5 separate regions of the Mus musculus genome follow, and all the other regions are linked to region 5. Evidence: chromatin contacts called from public Micro-C and promoter capture Hi-C data. All regions are on one chromosome and are shown on one strand. The core of a region is the stretch at or near the end of the contact, and the rest is flanking DNA. Distances in the headings are between cores, read along the strand shown.

What was found. Promoter capture Hi-C pulls out the DNA fragments that hold promoters and counts their contacts. Hi-C and Micro-C count contacts between places; a contact is called where the count stands out from the background.
Region 1: a contact with region 5 is called in a promoter capture Hi-C map of pre-B cells, with 2.4 times the contacts expected there. The contact joins the promoter of D830024N08Rik here to the promoter of Adgrl1 in region 5. A contact is called at or near these places in 3 of 39 promoter capture datasets (liver, pre-B cells and stem cell-derived epiblast-like cells), 1 of 484 Hi-C or Micro-C datasets (embryonic stem cells) and 4 of 115 datasets of contacts at active chromatin or transcription factors (embryonic stem cells, large pre-B cells and memory CD8 T cells).
Region 2: a promoter capture Hi-C map of neural stem cells shows a contact between it and region 5. The contact joins the promoter of Mri1 here to the promoter of Adgrl1 in region 5. A contact is called at or near these places in 4 of 39 promoter capture datasets (embryonic stem cells, maxillary cranial neural crest, neural stem cells and 1 more), 1 of 484 Hi-C or Micro-C datasets (CD4 T cells) and 2 of 115 datasets of contacts at active chromatin or transcription factors (effector CD8 T cells and large pre-B cells).
Region 3: a Micro-C map of embryonic stem cells shows a contact between it and region 5, with 2.7 times the contacts expected there. The contact joins the promoter of Scoc here to the promoter of Adgrl1 in region 5. A contact is called at or near these places in 1 of 39 promoter capture datasets (liver), 3 of 484 Hi-C or Micro-C datasets (CD4 T cells and embryonic stem cells) and 1 of 9 other capture datasets (pancreatic islet).
Region 4: a Micro-C map of embryonic stem cells shows a contact between it and region 5, with 2.8 times the contacts expected there. The contact joins the enhancer-like site here to the promoter of Adgrl1 in region 5. A contact is called at or near these places in 2 of 39 promoter capture datasets (neutrophils and pre-B cells), 1 of 484 Hi-C or Micro-C datasets (embryonic stem cells) and 1 of 9 other capture datasets (liver).

What each region holds. Positions count from the first base shown.
Region 1 is chr8:83,573,158-83,575,857 of GRCm38.p6, forward strand. It overlaps D830024N08Rik (a long non-coding RNA gene), which reads left to right and starts at 1,369. Exons shown (of 3, transcript XR_003947410.1): 1 at 1,369-2,700. It overlaps Tecr (trans-2,3-enoyl-CoA reductase), which reads right to left. Exons shown (of 13, transcript NM_134118.5): 2 at 1,321-1,371; 3 at 714-765; 4 at 254-298; 5 at 63-166.
Region 2 is chr8:84,256,066-84,258,787 of GRCm38.p6, forward strand. Mri1 (methylthioribose-1-phosphate isomerase 1) reads right to left here and starts at 1,259. Exons shown (of 5, transcript NM_026423.4): 1 at 825-1,259; 2 at 179-354. The coding sequence starts at 1,195. Ccdc130 (coiled-coil domain containing 130) reads right to left here. Exons shown (of 10, transcript NM_026350.3): 10 at 1,702-2,722. The coding sequence ends at 2,416.
Region 3 is chr8:83,441,309-83,444,008 of GRCm38.p6, forward strand. Scoc (short coiled-coil protein) reads right to left here and starts at 1,354. Exons shown (of 4, transcript NM_019708.4): 1 at 1,114-1,354.
Region 4 is chr8:84,355,352-84,358,051 of GRCm38.p6, forward strand. It overlaps a transcript of Cacna1a not described here. Among named protein-coding and RNA genes, the nearest start is that of Gm23626, 24 kb to the right of the region's middle. Within about 2 kb of position 1,385, at least 42 of the 459 cell types and tissues checked have an H3K27ac peak or open chromatin away from gene starts, as enhancers often do. A contact at or near this core is called in embryonic stem cells, where this site is marked.
Region 5 is chr8:83,898,842-83,901,541 of GRCm38.p6, forward strand. It overlaps Adgrl1 (adhesion G protein-coupled receptor L1), which reads left to right and starts at 1,257. Exons shown (of 23, transcript NM_181039.2): 1 at 1,257-2,083. Gm26721 (predicted gene, 26721) reads right to left here and starts at 886. Exons shown (of 4, transcript NR_166528.1): 1 at 340-886.

The DNA of each region.
Region 1 (2,700 bases), core at 119-2,618, 330 kb before region 5:
AGACAAGGTGAGTCGCCCCAGGGTAGCTGAAGGCAGAGACCAGGGAAGGAGTCAGAGCTCACCGTCACCCAGCTGATCTGGGCCCCGAGGTCCCGGAAGTAGAGTGTGGCTGTGGTGCCCACAGGAAGCTTCTGTAAGACATCTTCATCTTTCAGGGACTTCCCCTCTACAGAGAGAAGTCAGTATTTGGTTACTGCCCTGGTTTCCTGACCCCAAGAGCCCAAGGGATAGGCTGATGGACAGCTGTACTCACTGGGGTCCAGGCGGAGGGACTGGCGGGCAGGATACCACTGCGGGTCTGCCAGGAGAAGGTCAGGGGTTGCATCACCTAATCTGGCAAGGCTCAGCCTACCCACGCCCCAACTTGGCCTGCCTCTAAAGGCTTCCAGAACTCTAGGACCCCCCCCCCCCAGCTCCTCCCACCTGTGCAAGGGCACACAGGATAGGCAGCGACAGATTTTATTTTTTACCCCTTTGGATAGATAGCACAAGAGCATTCCTGCTGGTGACCACACAGGGGCAGCCTGCCCAGTCAGCCGGGCCTCACTCACTGTTCCAGTGTGCTGAGAGGCAACAAGCCGATGAGGGAAAGGCATGCGGAGGCATGCGGGCCCAGGTCACATCCAGAGGGGAGGCAGGAGTGGGGGGTAGATGTGTCGGGAGCGGGGGGACACGTATGTCAGGAGCAGGAATAGGTGTGTCGGGAGACTCACGTGTCTTGGTGAAAAGGGTCTTGATTTCAGAAATGGTGGCCTGAGGCTCTACCTAAAGGAAAACAAGGTGTAAGTCCGGAGGGAGCCAGGCCTAGGATGGGGGAGGGGGTCCAGGTACAGGCAGGTCAGGAACAAGCTAGCTGACTTCACGGGGTACATCCGTCCTCCACCTCCTTTACGGACACAGAGCCCTCCCAAGGCTGCCTTGTCCCTTCCCACACCAGGCTGTCAGCTTCCAGCCCCACAGAGGGGCCCCAGCTGCTCACTCTAGCGCAGTGGTTCTCAACCTTCCTAAAGCTGCCACCCTTAGTACAGTTCCTCATGGTGTGCTGACCCCAACCAGAACATTATTTCATTGCTACTTCATACCTGTAATTCTGCTGATATGAATTGTAATATAAATATCTGCTATGCAGGATATCTGATAGGCAACCCCAATGGGGTCTCAGCCCACAGGTTGAGAACCGCTGCTCTAGATGAAGACAATACCCTTTACATGCCTTCTGAAGGACAGGGAGGGCCACCGATGCCTGCATAGCCCTACAGGAGCTGTAAGGAACAGGGACCCAGCCCTCCTGGCACTTCACCCCCAGGGGTGCAGTCCTACCTTGTCCAGGAAGCACAGCTTCTCCCTCGTCTTTGCATCCCGAATCTCCACCTCAAAGAAGAGGACAGCCTTTTTATGCTTCTTGGCTGCTTTGTGGGGCATGGGCATGGGAAGACCATCGAGGCCTTGGTGGGCCTCTTTGGCTGCCATGCTCAAGCTGATATCCATGCCACAGCCGCTGGCCCTCCTGCTCTGCCTTCCAGTCTGTGGTGCCCACTGCCAGTCGCCAGCCCCCACCTCCGACCTCTCCTCACAAAGCTGCTGTGAGCTGGGCCGGGCAGCATGATCAAATTCTGCCTCGGTGCTGGAAGGGAGCCTGTGTCTGACCAGGCTCAGCCAGCGCCAACGCCAGATGTAACCCGAGTGGCACCAGGGCCTGGCCTGGCTAAATATAAAACCATCTCAGCCCGAGTCCCCACCAAAGGAGCCACAGTCCTCCCCTGAGGGCTACCCTCATACAGGCAGTTAATTGGGTGGGCACAGGCCCTCAGAAGTGCCAGGGGCATGAAGAAGGAAAAGGCCCACAGCCATGGCAGGCGCCGCAAGCCCAGCCCCGGTGTGCAGCCCTGGCCAACAGGTTACCCAGCCTGGGGAAATGCCAGCTATCTGGAGAATCTCCGAGACAGATCATCCATTTCCACTTCTAAGCTGTAAGGGACACTGGATTATTTCCCTTGTGCATTTGTGTTCCCAGGGAGGTGACAAATTCCAGAGGTACTGGTGCAGAGTTCCCAAGTCCCTCCACCTCCCTCTCCACCGCCTCACTCCTCACAGCTCCTACCACATCAGGCCAACACAATGTGCTCACCCATGGACGAGCCTACCAAAGCCCAACACATACCCTCCCAACACATACCCTGCCTGCACCCCTGGGGTCCACAGTCCCCAAAGGAGAAACCTGCAGGCTGAGGCCAGAAAATATGCATAGGGGCAGGGTAAGGAGGCAGGAGCCCCAGGGGATCTGACCCATCGGACCCAGCAGGTCAGAGAAGATGCTCAACACTGCCCATGCTGGCTGGGGGAGACCCAAGGGCTATGCGGAGATCTGCCACTTTTTTCCAGAAGAAGGGGGCATCACAGGCCAGAGAAGCCAACTGTTGCCACCTACATGCTCCCAACAACAGAGGCCATGGCACGATCCCAGATCTGCTAGGGGTCCTTGAGAAGGCATGGGTGGGCCGACATGGTGCTGGCACACAGAAAGTGTATGCATGTGTGTATGTGTGCATGTACAGGTCGGGAAGCCCCCACGGAGGTAACCCTACACAGTGATGCTGCCCTGTAGGGCCTGGGCTTGAGTTCAGAGCAAGGTTCCTATGCCAGGCAGTGGTACCCAGGCCTGCTTGCCCATATGTGCCAGAGCCTACATCATGGACACAG
Region 2 (2,722 bases), core at 9-2,508, 360 kb after region 5:
TACTGTGGGTGCTGAGAACTTAATAGGTCTTTGCAAGAGGGGTCCATACTTTTAAGCTGCTGAGCCAGCCCTAGCTAAGCAAGTACTCTTGCCACTGAACTACACCCCCAGCTCCAGTTGCTTTGCCTTGCATCCCATAACATGTCCCATGCCCTAACAATTGAAGGTGCCTCCTCACCTAACGCTGTACCATAGCCAGCAGTGGCCAGAGCACCCGTGTTACAGTGGGTCAGCACGGTCACCTTGCCACCCCTGGGGTTGGTCTGCTCTAGGAGATGGCGGGCTCCCAAGTCCCCGATGCTCCGGTTGTCTTTGAGGTCCTTCTCCAACATATCCTCGGCGAAGCGGATCACTCTGGGGACAGAAGAAGCTCTTAGCACTGTTGGAAGGGAGCTGGCTAACTTTGAAGGGGCCGCCCTTTAAAGGTGAGGTGGGGTTCTGAGAGCCTGAGGACACTTCCACTCTGATCACTAATATAAGTGAGCCAGGAGCTGGGGCTGACGCACAGCAGTAAACAGGAGGAAACCCTTTACCTCTGTGATGATGACGTCATGGTGGGAGAGGCAGTTGATGAACAGGAAGGGGCAGAATCAGGGACAAGGTGTTTTTACAGAAGGGGAGGGGAAGGAGCAGGAACCTGGAGATGAAGTTCTAACTCCAGTGCTTTAATGCTCTAGACTCTAGTCTCAGCCACAGGCAGGAGCCGTACCGGTGCAACAGAAAAGCAGTAAGAACCAAGTGGCTGGACCGGAAGTGGGATGGGAAAGAAAATGGTAGAGAGGAAAGCTGGGCAGAGCACACAAGACTGGTCCAGGATCCCGTACCTTTCCCGCACGGTCTCTTCAGTGGCACCCTCTCGTTCCGCCTCCTGGGCTGCCACTTGACCCAGATCGCGGGCGGCGCGGGCCATGTTGACAGCGGTGGGCCGGGCGGCGACTAAGAGGCGCAGCTGGTCTCGCACGAAGGCCACCAGAGCAGCGAGTCCGGGACCGCCGGCGCCGGCCCGCAGCTCCACGGCCAGGCTGAGGCAGCCGACCAGCGCGATGGCCGGGGCTCCGCGCACCTTCATGGCGCGGATGGCTTCACTAGCCTGCTGCACGGAGCTCAGTGCCTCATAGTGGCAGTGCTCTGGCAGCTGCAGCTGGTCGAGGATCTGCAGCGAGCCGGGCGAGTAGCGGATCGCTTCCAGTGTCATGTTGCCTACCCTGCAGGGCCACGAGGAATCCTGCACAGGCTGCGGGGCGGAGTTGCGTCCTGCCGCGTGCGCATGCGCACGCGCTCCTAGGTTATCGGGCGATTAGCGTCTTCCAGAGTGGCTGTAACTTCTCCCAAGGCCGAGTTCTAGCTCCAAGATGCTTGGTGATGGGGCTATTTTTTTGCCGGAAATCGTCCATCCGTTACTGAAGCGATGACTTGGAACTCTCAGCTCTGCCTATCCACGGCTCACAGACACCCAGCGCTTAATCAGCGTGTCAAACGACCTTCCGTGGGACTACTTTTGTCTCCATTTTTTTAAAAAAAAGCAAGCACCATGAGGGACGTTTATTCTCAGGGCCTGAAGAGATTGCTCAATGGTTAGGCGTGCATTCTGCTCTTGTAGAGGACCAAAGGCTTCACGACTGCCGCTAGTTTTAAAGGATTCAAGGCCCTCTTTCAAACCTCAGTGAGACAACATACTCACAACATGCAAACACACAAAAATAAACCTCAGATTTTAATTCCAGCATTCAGGAGGTAGAGATATATTTGTGAATCTGGCTCCACAATAGTTACAGAACGAGTTCCAGGACAGCCAGGGATACATGAGAAACCCTATTTTAAAGCTGGACCACACCTTGTCTCTATTGCTGGGGTGCCAGGATGACGGTTGTCTGCCCACTATGCCTGGCTGGATTAGGGTGTTTTTGAGGTTGTTTCACAAACATCCCTACTGGCTGGCCACTATGAGTGACCCACACCAGCCCATGACATGGAGTTTGGATGTTCTTCCTGCCTGCCGTTAGCTTTATTTCTCTGGCTCCAGCAGCCTGGCCCTCTTTCAACCTTCCTTATGTAGTCCTTGACACCTCATAAGGGGACGTCACCCCAGGCCGTGGCCAATCTTGGTCAGTATCTCAAACCCTTCATCGGGCTTTGTGGGGCCACACTGCCGTCACAACGATGCAGCAGCATCTGCTTAGTTGGCTGGAAGTGAGGGCAGGGCAGCTACTAGATGAGTTTAGAAACAAGGCAGGGACAAAGAACAGCACTTTAATGCTCAGGTATCAGGGTTACATCAAGGCACAGGCATTCTCACCAAAACCAAATAAATAATAATCTGTATAGGAAGGTAGGTCTGTATCTGGGCTGGCAGCAATGTGCCAGTCCCTAAGGTCTGGACGCGTCATGGCTTCTGGTCCTGGAATTCTGACTCCCTTACTCGCTCTCTGAGTCAGAGTAGTCAGCCACCAGGGAGGCATTGGGGGTGTTGGGGTTCAGCAGGTCCTCCTGGGAGGAACCTAGGGGGAAGGCCTGATCACTACAGTTTCTCTTGGATTCTGATGTCTTGCTGGTCCTGGATGCTTCTGCTGCCTCTTCAAGTGTCTTGCTACCCTGGGTGGTTCCTGGTGGCCTTCTTTGTTCTTCTGACAAGGAGTTGTCTGCTGCACACTGAGGACTTTCTGGAACGTCTCGAGACTTTCTCCTCACTATGCCCAGGTCCCCCACCGTGCCTGTGCTGCTG
Region 3 (2,700 bases), core at 104-2,603, 460 kb before region 5:
TTCCACCTCGGCTGGCCTTAACATCTCAGATATGAGTTTGACATTTCCCTAATATCCTTTCAAACTCAACCACCAGACTTCTCTTGAACCTGCAATTAATGTTTTCCATCCATCATCCACTCACCAGCAATAGTTTTTTAAATTTAAAAGTCCAATGCACTACAGGAATGCACTGAACACTTTACATATATAGTTTTATCACAACAGAAAGAAAATGCAATTCACAGATGTGGATACTAAGCCTTATAAAGGCTAGAGGCCTTGCCTCATGTTTCATAGCCAAGATATTATTAAGGTCCTAAACTGAGTTTGAAAAACTCAACTCCTTTGGCGTTTCCACAAACAAAACAAATATAAAATTTCATCTGCATCCACTCCAGTGTGATGTTTCTAATCTGTTCATGTTCTGCTTTGACATTTTAGGGCTTTCAAAATCGATGGAAATCGAGGAACTACATCGTCAATAAGGATCAAACTTAAGTTAGATCCCCGGGGAGCTAGCTGCATCCAGTTTAATCATTGGAGCATACAGACACTAGGATTCCTACGCACAGCTTTGAGTCGCAGAAACGGATAACGGTTTGGGGACCTCTGTCCTTCTGGCTATTGCGACGTCTGTCTCTGGTGGTGTAACAGAAACCTTGGCTTTTCGGGAAACTATGATTTCTCCTTCCCAAACCTTACTCCTCAATATTTGTTCCGCAGGACGCCTGAGAAAAGCTGACAAAGAAACAAACCCAGGTTCTAGCAAAGACGTCCCACCCCAGACATGCACGGGCCACCACGCCTGCAAAGCAATCCTAGCACTCGAGAGGCTGAAGCAGAAGAATTGCGGCGAACTGGAAGGTAGCTCGGGCAGCAGAGCGTCTTCTCCTACTACCCGGTCCCATCGCACCCCCACGGCGTCCCGGTCCCGCACCGCCGGGCTCTTCCCACTGAGCCCGCGGCGTGGGGCCGGGAAGGTGGCTGCGCAGCGCTCGGCGGGATGTCGGGCCTCGCGGCGCCGCAATCCAGCACCCAGGCCGCCGCCCGGGTTCCCGTTCCATCCCGCCCCGCCCCACAGGGCCTCGGCGGTCTCCCAGGCCCAGCCCTCGCCGCCCCGAGCCGCCTCACCTTGCGTCTGAAGCGCCGGGAAGAGGCGGGATGGGTAGGAAGCCTCAGGCCGCGCGGCTCTCCGACCAACTGACAGCGTCAGCCCCGCCCTTCCCGCCCACGGAGCGTGCGCCGAGCGAGGAGGCGTCCTCCCACCAATCCTAACTGGAAATTGCACGCCTGCGCACTGGCTGCTGGACGCCTCGACAGGCCTGTGGCAGAGCACCGGGGTCCACCTTTGCCCTAACAAAAGGGCATTGACGACCAATCAGGATTTTTGGGCGTGTCCTAAAAAAGCAGCGACCAATCACGGCGCAGAAGAGAAGATGCGCCTAAGAAAGCGGTCCTCGCTGAGCATCTTTTGTCTCGCCAGGAACCTGGAAAGTGGGGTGGAAAGTCACTCTAGGTTAAAAAAAGAGAGACGGGGAGAGAGGGAGGGAAACAGAGACAGAATTTCTGGAAATTGCCGTGACCAGACTCTAGGAGAGAGATATTTCGTTCACATTCAAGAACAGAGTGAGCAGAACAGTGCAGCGCCCTCCCCCCTCGATTCTAAAAGCACGGTTTCCTTTTTCCCCACTTCTAAAATTAGATAACGCACAAAGCATATACCATTAATGGATGTTTCTCTTCGTACCCCATATTCAGGACAATTTTTAAACTTCCGTTCACCCGACCACGTCATGATTCCTTAGATCAGCAGTCTCCTGATCTCAGTCTCAGAAAACCCAAGGCTTAATTAAAATTGTGTTTCTTATTCAAGTGTACATGTACAATGCCAGACTTTGGGTTGCTAGGTGATTTTCGTGACACTTCATTATAACCTAACCTTTGAAACAAGTATCTTGCTGTTAGCGGTCAGTGACCACAGTATATTCTTACCTGCAAAGCATTCTTGCTTTGACTTTATCAAAACCTCTGAGCTGTAGAGGCCAGCTTACAAATACTTTCTTCTTGGCTTTTCTTTCTTATATAAGGTTCTATTTTTAATTGCATGAATATGTAGCGGTGTGTATGTACTTGCTTGTGCCTGTGCAAGGTGCCTGCAGATGCCAGAAGAGGGAATCAGACCCCTGGGATTGGGGTTACAGGTGGCTGTGAACCATTTGGTGAGGATGATGAGAACTCAACTCAGCTTCCCGTGAAAGAGCAATAAGTACTGTTAACTTCTGAGCCATTTCTACAACTCCCGGGTATCTTAAACCAATCAAGCAGGATTTGCTAACACGTGACCGTAATCCTTTATAAATAAAGTACCTACCATTTAGTGTTTGAGACGAAAGTATTAGGCTTGGACTACAATTCAGGATTTGAAGGAAGGAGAATATGGGAAGAGAGGGAAACCCCAGGTAACGCTAAGAGGAGTGCCAACAAAATAGAATGAATATGGGCAACATTCAAAGAAGGATGGGATTTTCCAAGATAGTGAAGAACACACTTTCTTTTCAAATGCACATGGGCCAGTCATAGAAATGGGCCTGAAAATTTGTTTTTGGTTTTAATTTTTTATTGTATGTATATTTTACTTGCATTTATTTCTCTGAAACACTTGGGTACCTGGTGCCTGAGGACGCCAGAAAAGAGTGTTGGATCTCCTGGAACTGGAGT
Region 4 (2,700 bases), core at 135-2,634, 460 kb after region 5:
TCCTTGCGTGGTGTGCTCCGACTCTGCCTCCATACTGCAAGTAAATAGAATTAAACCAAGGACAAAGTAACAGATTAAAGAGCTGGCATGGTGGTGCGTATGTATAAGCCTCGCACTGTCCAGGCTCAGGTAGAAGATTGTGAGTTTCAGCCTAGCCTTGGCAGCAAGGTGAGACAGCCTCAAAAATTAGTAAAATAGGGACTGGAGAAATGACTCCGTGGCTAAAGGCTCTGGCTGCTCCTGCAGAGGACTGGAGTTCACACCACACCCACATAGTGGTTAACAATGGGCAGGATCCCATTTCAGGGGATCCAGCACCATCTTCTTACCTCCCAGGGTGTGTACACAGACAATGCACAGACTGCATGGAAAAACACTCGTGCACATAAAAAAACAGCAAAATCGGAAAGGTATAGGATGGCTCTGTGGGTAAAGGCCACTGCTACCAAGCCTGATAGCTTGAGCTCAGTCTCTGGAGCCCAAGGATGGAGGGAGAGAACTGATGCCTACAGCATTGTCCTCTGATCAGTACAGATGGCCCACGGCACACCCATACACCCATCACACACACACAGACACAGACACACACACACAATTTAAATAACAACAAGAAGAAAATAAAGGGCTAGGGGGATAGCTTAGTATATTGGGACCTGAGTTCAATCCCTAGGGTGTGTGTGTCATGTCGGGGGTGGGGGTGGGGGTGGGGACAGAGGCCAGGCATGGTGGTACAAGCTAGAATCATGATGCTGGGGAGGCAGAGACAGGCAGACTAGACTAGGCTCACTGGTCAGCTAGCATAGTCTACTCTATTCCAGGCCAGTGAGAGACTCTGTCTAAAAAACTAAGGTGGTAGCCCCTGAGGAATAGCACCTAATGTTGATCTCTGGCTTCCGCATACATATATGCACATACCAGTGCCCCATGCACACTGCAAACACATGAATATAATAAATAAAACATCGAGACAAAGAAACTAACAGACAGGCTCTCGGTGTGCTTTCTAACTACACAGGAAGCAGATCAGGACCAGCCTCTTGGTCCAGTGCAACTGAGTTTGAACTTGCCATCAGGGATCTGAAGTCCACTGGACGCAGGTCCAGAGCACAGAAAGCAAGGGCTTTAGAGGGTCCACTTTGCAGAAGGGAGCATCTAGATGTGAGAAAGCACCCCTCCCCCACCCCTCCCCACCCCACCCCAGTTCGATCTGGAGCTAGGTAGTTCTATTGCTTAGCATCAGCCACACCCTTGCGCCCTTTCAACCCATGGCCTGTGTTGCCCGGCAACTGCTAGAAGTGTCTTTCCTGCCCCCCAGTTGCCAAGGGAATACTCAATCCTGGCAGCCGGGCCTGGGGCGCTGAACTTCCGGGCGCAGGGTGGGGTGGCCTCTGCTGTTCACACCTGCTCGCGCACAGCCCTGGCCTCCCCTCAGTTTCTCTCACTCTGCTCTCCTTGTCTCCTCTCTCCCTCCAGTTTCCTCTCCTGGGATATCTGAGCGAGGCCCATGGATGCCGAGGGCCTCTTGGGGCTCTGACCCCATGCTTTCTCCCCTCAGTCATGAGCTCCTGCACAGCCCAAGGTACCCAGGCACGGACTGCACCCTGGCAGGCTCATCCAGGACTCTGCATGTCCCGTGGTCACAGCAGATGAGCGGAAGCCTCGAGGGGCCAACTCTGAAACGGCGTGGTGGCGTGGTGGACCACCGGGATGTCATCTTGGCCCACCAGGCGCACAAAATGCACAGCACCCCTCAGGCCAGAAGGAAAGAGTGGGAGTGAGTATTCACGGGGCAGGCTGTAAGGGAGCTGTGCGGGGCTTGTGGGCCAGCCAAGCCTGAACTGGCAAGCTTCAGGGGATAGAATGCGCTGATATGGTGTGGGTGACTCCAGTTGTCCCTTGACAGTCCATCAACCCTCTGCCTTAAGGTTGCCTGGAATACTCTGAACCGGCTTTGTAAAAGACCCGGATCCCTTGTGCGCAGTGGAGCCAGAAAGGACTGGCAGAGGGGACAAGTGCTTTCTCTGGGGACTTGGGTAGGGTGCGGGGAGGTGGGGCATGTTGGGAAAGGCTGGGAAATTCTGCCTTCAGAGGTACTCTGGCCCAGCTGTGAGGGAACGAGCTACGCTGATAGCTAATGGGAAGTGGTTTGGAGAAAGGTTCAACTACAAACAATCCCTTTGCCACTGCATCTCTAAGCGGATTGCTAGGGCTTAATAACATTTTATTTCAAAGGTGTAAAGCTGGGGTGGTTTCCTGGGCTGACACTGATGGCTGTGATGTACCCATGAGTAACAGCAGGAGCCGCTGATGCTAGCAAGACAGGAACCAGTTTAAGTCCCTCAGTCTTCATACCCTGCCATCCCAGGGAGGCTGCGTGTGTGTGGTCACCCTGCTTATCTGCAGCTGCCACTGTTCCTGGAGAAGGGGAAGCCTGTGGGTGCTGATGGGCGGGAACGAATGCAAGGTGGGCCTGAGCACGTCTGGTAGGCTGGATGTGAAGCAGGCCTACTTGAAGTGCCCTCTGAGGTAGTTCCTAAGGTTATGGCTGGATGTGAAGCAGGCCTACTTGACGTGCCCTCTGAGGTAGTTCCTAAGGTTATGGCGACACCTGGTGGTATGTCTGAGCATCTATGGGCGGCGGCAAACTGACCCGCGTTCCTCACCCTTAGGTGTTGCCATGTATCCGGCTTTCCTCCCATG
Region 5 (2,700 bases), core at 7-2,506:
AAAAACAAATAAACTATAAGTCTAGGCAGTGGTAGCTTTGGCTCCAGATATTTGGGCCAGGTCGACCCCCTTTCCCATCTAGAGAAGCAATCCTAGGCTTCATCTGTAGCTGGGGGGCTGAACCCAGCCTCTGGCTTCACTCACTAAGTCCAAAGCCTAGGAATCTAAGTCCGATCCGCTGCCCTACTTCTCCGAGTCCATCACCTGCAGTGTAGTTCTTACGTTGTGGAAATCTGCACCGGGCTTTTGCTCTCGCCATCAACCTAAAATTCAATTTTTTTTTTCTTCCCTACCCACCCCCTCCAAAACCAGACGCTTGAGGCGTTTATAGATACTAACCTCTCCTCCGCTCCTGCAGCCTGGTCAGCTCCAGGACCCTGTCCGGTTGCCAAGGCTCTCTCTTCTGTTTGGGGGAGGGGGGCTGTTCTCATCCCATCCTACCTACGCTCCAGTCCTGGCTTTGCGTCCCTCCCTCGTTTTTTTTTTTAATTAATTTATTTATTTATTTTTTTATTGTAGGTCTGGTCTCCCAGGGTAGCGGGATCCACACCACATCCCCTTCCTGTCGCATCACCCAGGATCCAGATACTGCTTTTACCTGCCGGCTCTGTTGCAGCCAGCGCGCGGGATCCTTCCATACCTCAGTCCAGCCCTCATTTTGTCCCTCCCCACCCCACGTCGCTGTTAGGAAGATGGGGGACAGCCTACGCTCTTGTCAGTCACTAAGCAGCACTCCCTCCGGCCCTCCTGCAATCCCGGGTGGGAGACGCTCTGGTCCAGGTCTTTTTTGTTGCCACCGCACAGGCCTGACGCATTACTCCATCTCCCTTGGAAGAATCCGGACCGAAATTTGCGTGCCTCGAGTGCATCTGGCCCTGTCGCAGCTACCTCCCCTCCCACTCCTACCCCCCCACACCGCGCCCCTCCCGTCCCTACCCTCTCTGCCAAATCCGGACCAGGTTTTGCGCAGTCCTTGCACAGCTCTCCATTTACCCCTCACCGGCTAGGCGCCTTTCTGCACAGCACGGCTGCAGAGTCCGTTCCGTTTTTTCTTGCCGCCCGTCGCACCCCACCCCCCCCCAGCCCAACTAGGGGGATCTAGCGCGTCGCCTCCCTCTGCCCACTTTTCCTTGGGGGAGGCGAGTGGAACTCCAGGCCAGGTTTCCGGGCCCTTCCTCGGGGCGCACGGGAGGGCTGCGGAGACTAGTCCCCGGCGGGTAGTCCAGGCCAGGTTTTGCGCTTGTCCGCCGCCCCCCTCCCGGAGCCGGCGGGCCCGGCAGCGCCGAGAGCAGGCGGCTTGTCATTGCTGGTGCCCCGCGCCCGCTCGCTCCGCGAGTCCTGCGGTGCCCACGGGCCCAGCCCCGCGCCCCCTGCTCCGGCCACCCCGGGGGCGCAACGCCGCCGCGCCTGCTTCCAGCTGTGTAGCTCCGGCCCCCTGCGGGCAGCGCGAGCGGTCGGCGCGGGAGCAGTCGGCGCTGCGACGCCCCCGCCCCGCCGTCTGCCGGAGACGCCCCGGCGGATGGGGCCGCGCGGGCCCAGGAGCGGCGCCGCCGGGCGGCGGGGGCCTGCGCGGCCGCCCGGGCAGCCGCGTTAACCCTTCGCCCGCTGCCGTCCGGGGGCGCTGGGAAGTCGCCTGGGCACACACGTGCCGCCTCCGTCGGGGCCGCGGAGCTGCGGGGGAGATGCGGGCAGCCGGCGCCGCCTCGGGGGGCTCCGCCTCGCCCCAGCCCCCCGAGCTCTGACGCCGCCCCCGCCCCTCCGCCTCCACGCCTCGCTCCCCGGGAGGGGCGCAGACCCGCGCGCCCGGGGCCGGGGCCGCCTCCGGAGCGCCGCGATCCGCCTTTTCTTTCCTTTTTTTTTTTTTTTTTATACTCCCCCCCCCCACCCCTTCCCTTTTAAATTTTGGTCGGTGGCGGCGGTGCTGGGCCGGAGGAAAGAAGGGACACGGAGTCCTCCCTCGCTCAGCCACCCCCTCCCCGCTTCCCCCTGGGCCGGGCTCCGGGAGATGTGCCGGGCGGGGGGCCCGGCTTCGCGGAGCCGCCGGAGGAGCGCGCACGGCCGACCCCGAAGCGCCGCTGGACAGGTGAGTGTGCGGGAGCCTCAGGCCACGCCGCACCTGGGCCAGGTGTGCGCGGCGGGAGGGGCGGGGAGCACCCTACCCCCGCCCGCCGGGGGCTTGGTGAGGGTGCGGATGGGCGGCCGCAGGGTGCCCTGCAGGGGGAGGGGACCGCTAGTGTGCCCGCGCGTGGCTGCGTGTGCCCGCGCGCGCGCCGGCCTTTGTGGGGAAGCGGCGCGGCGGTGCCTGCGTGTCCCCGGTGCGTGTGCGCGCGGGTGCTTGGCGCCCTGTTTGTGTAGGTGTCTGGGTGTGAGTGGAGAGGGTGCGTGTGCGCGCAGCGCGCGGGCCCGGGCTCCCCAGAGAAGCCATGTCGGGGGGCTGGCACCGCAGGATGCTGGGCCAGCCCCCCCCCCCCCCCGACATGGCTTGTTTTTCTCTGGGAGGCAGTGGCGCTAATGGTGGTTGGGGGTGGTATGGGGAGAGGTATGTCTGGGTGTCGAGTGAGTTTCAGCCCGGAGGGGTGCTTTGGGCAACCCTGGTGCAGTTGTGAGACATCTTCTGTTAGTGGTACCCTGTTAAGCACGGATGGAGGCTGTCAGGTTGGATCTACCGGAACGAGCTTTCTCTCCTCTTCCAGGTGTTCC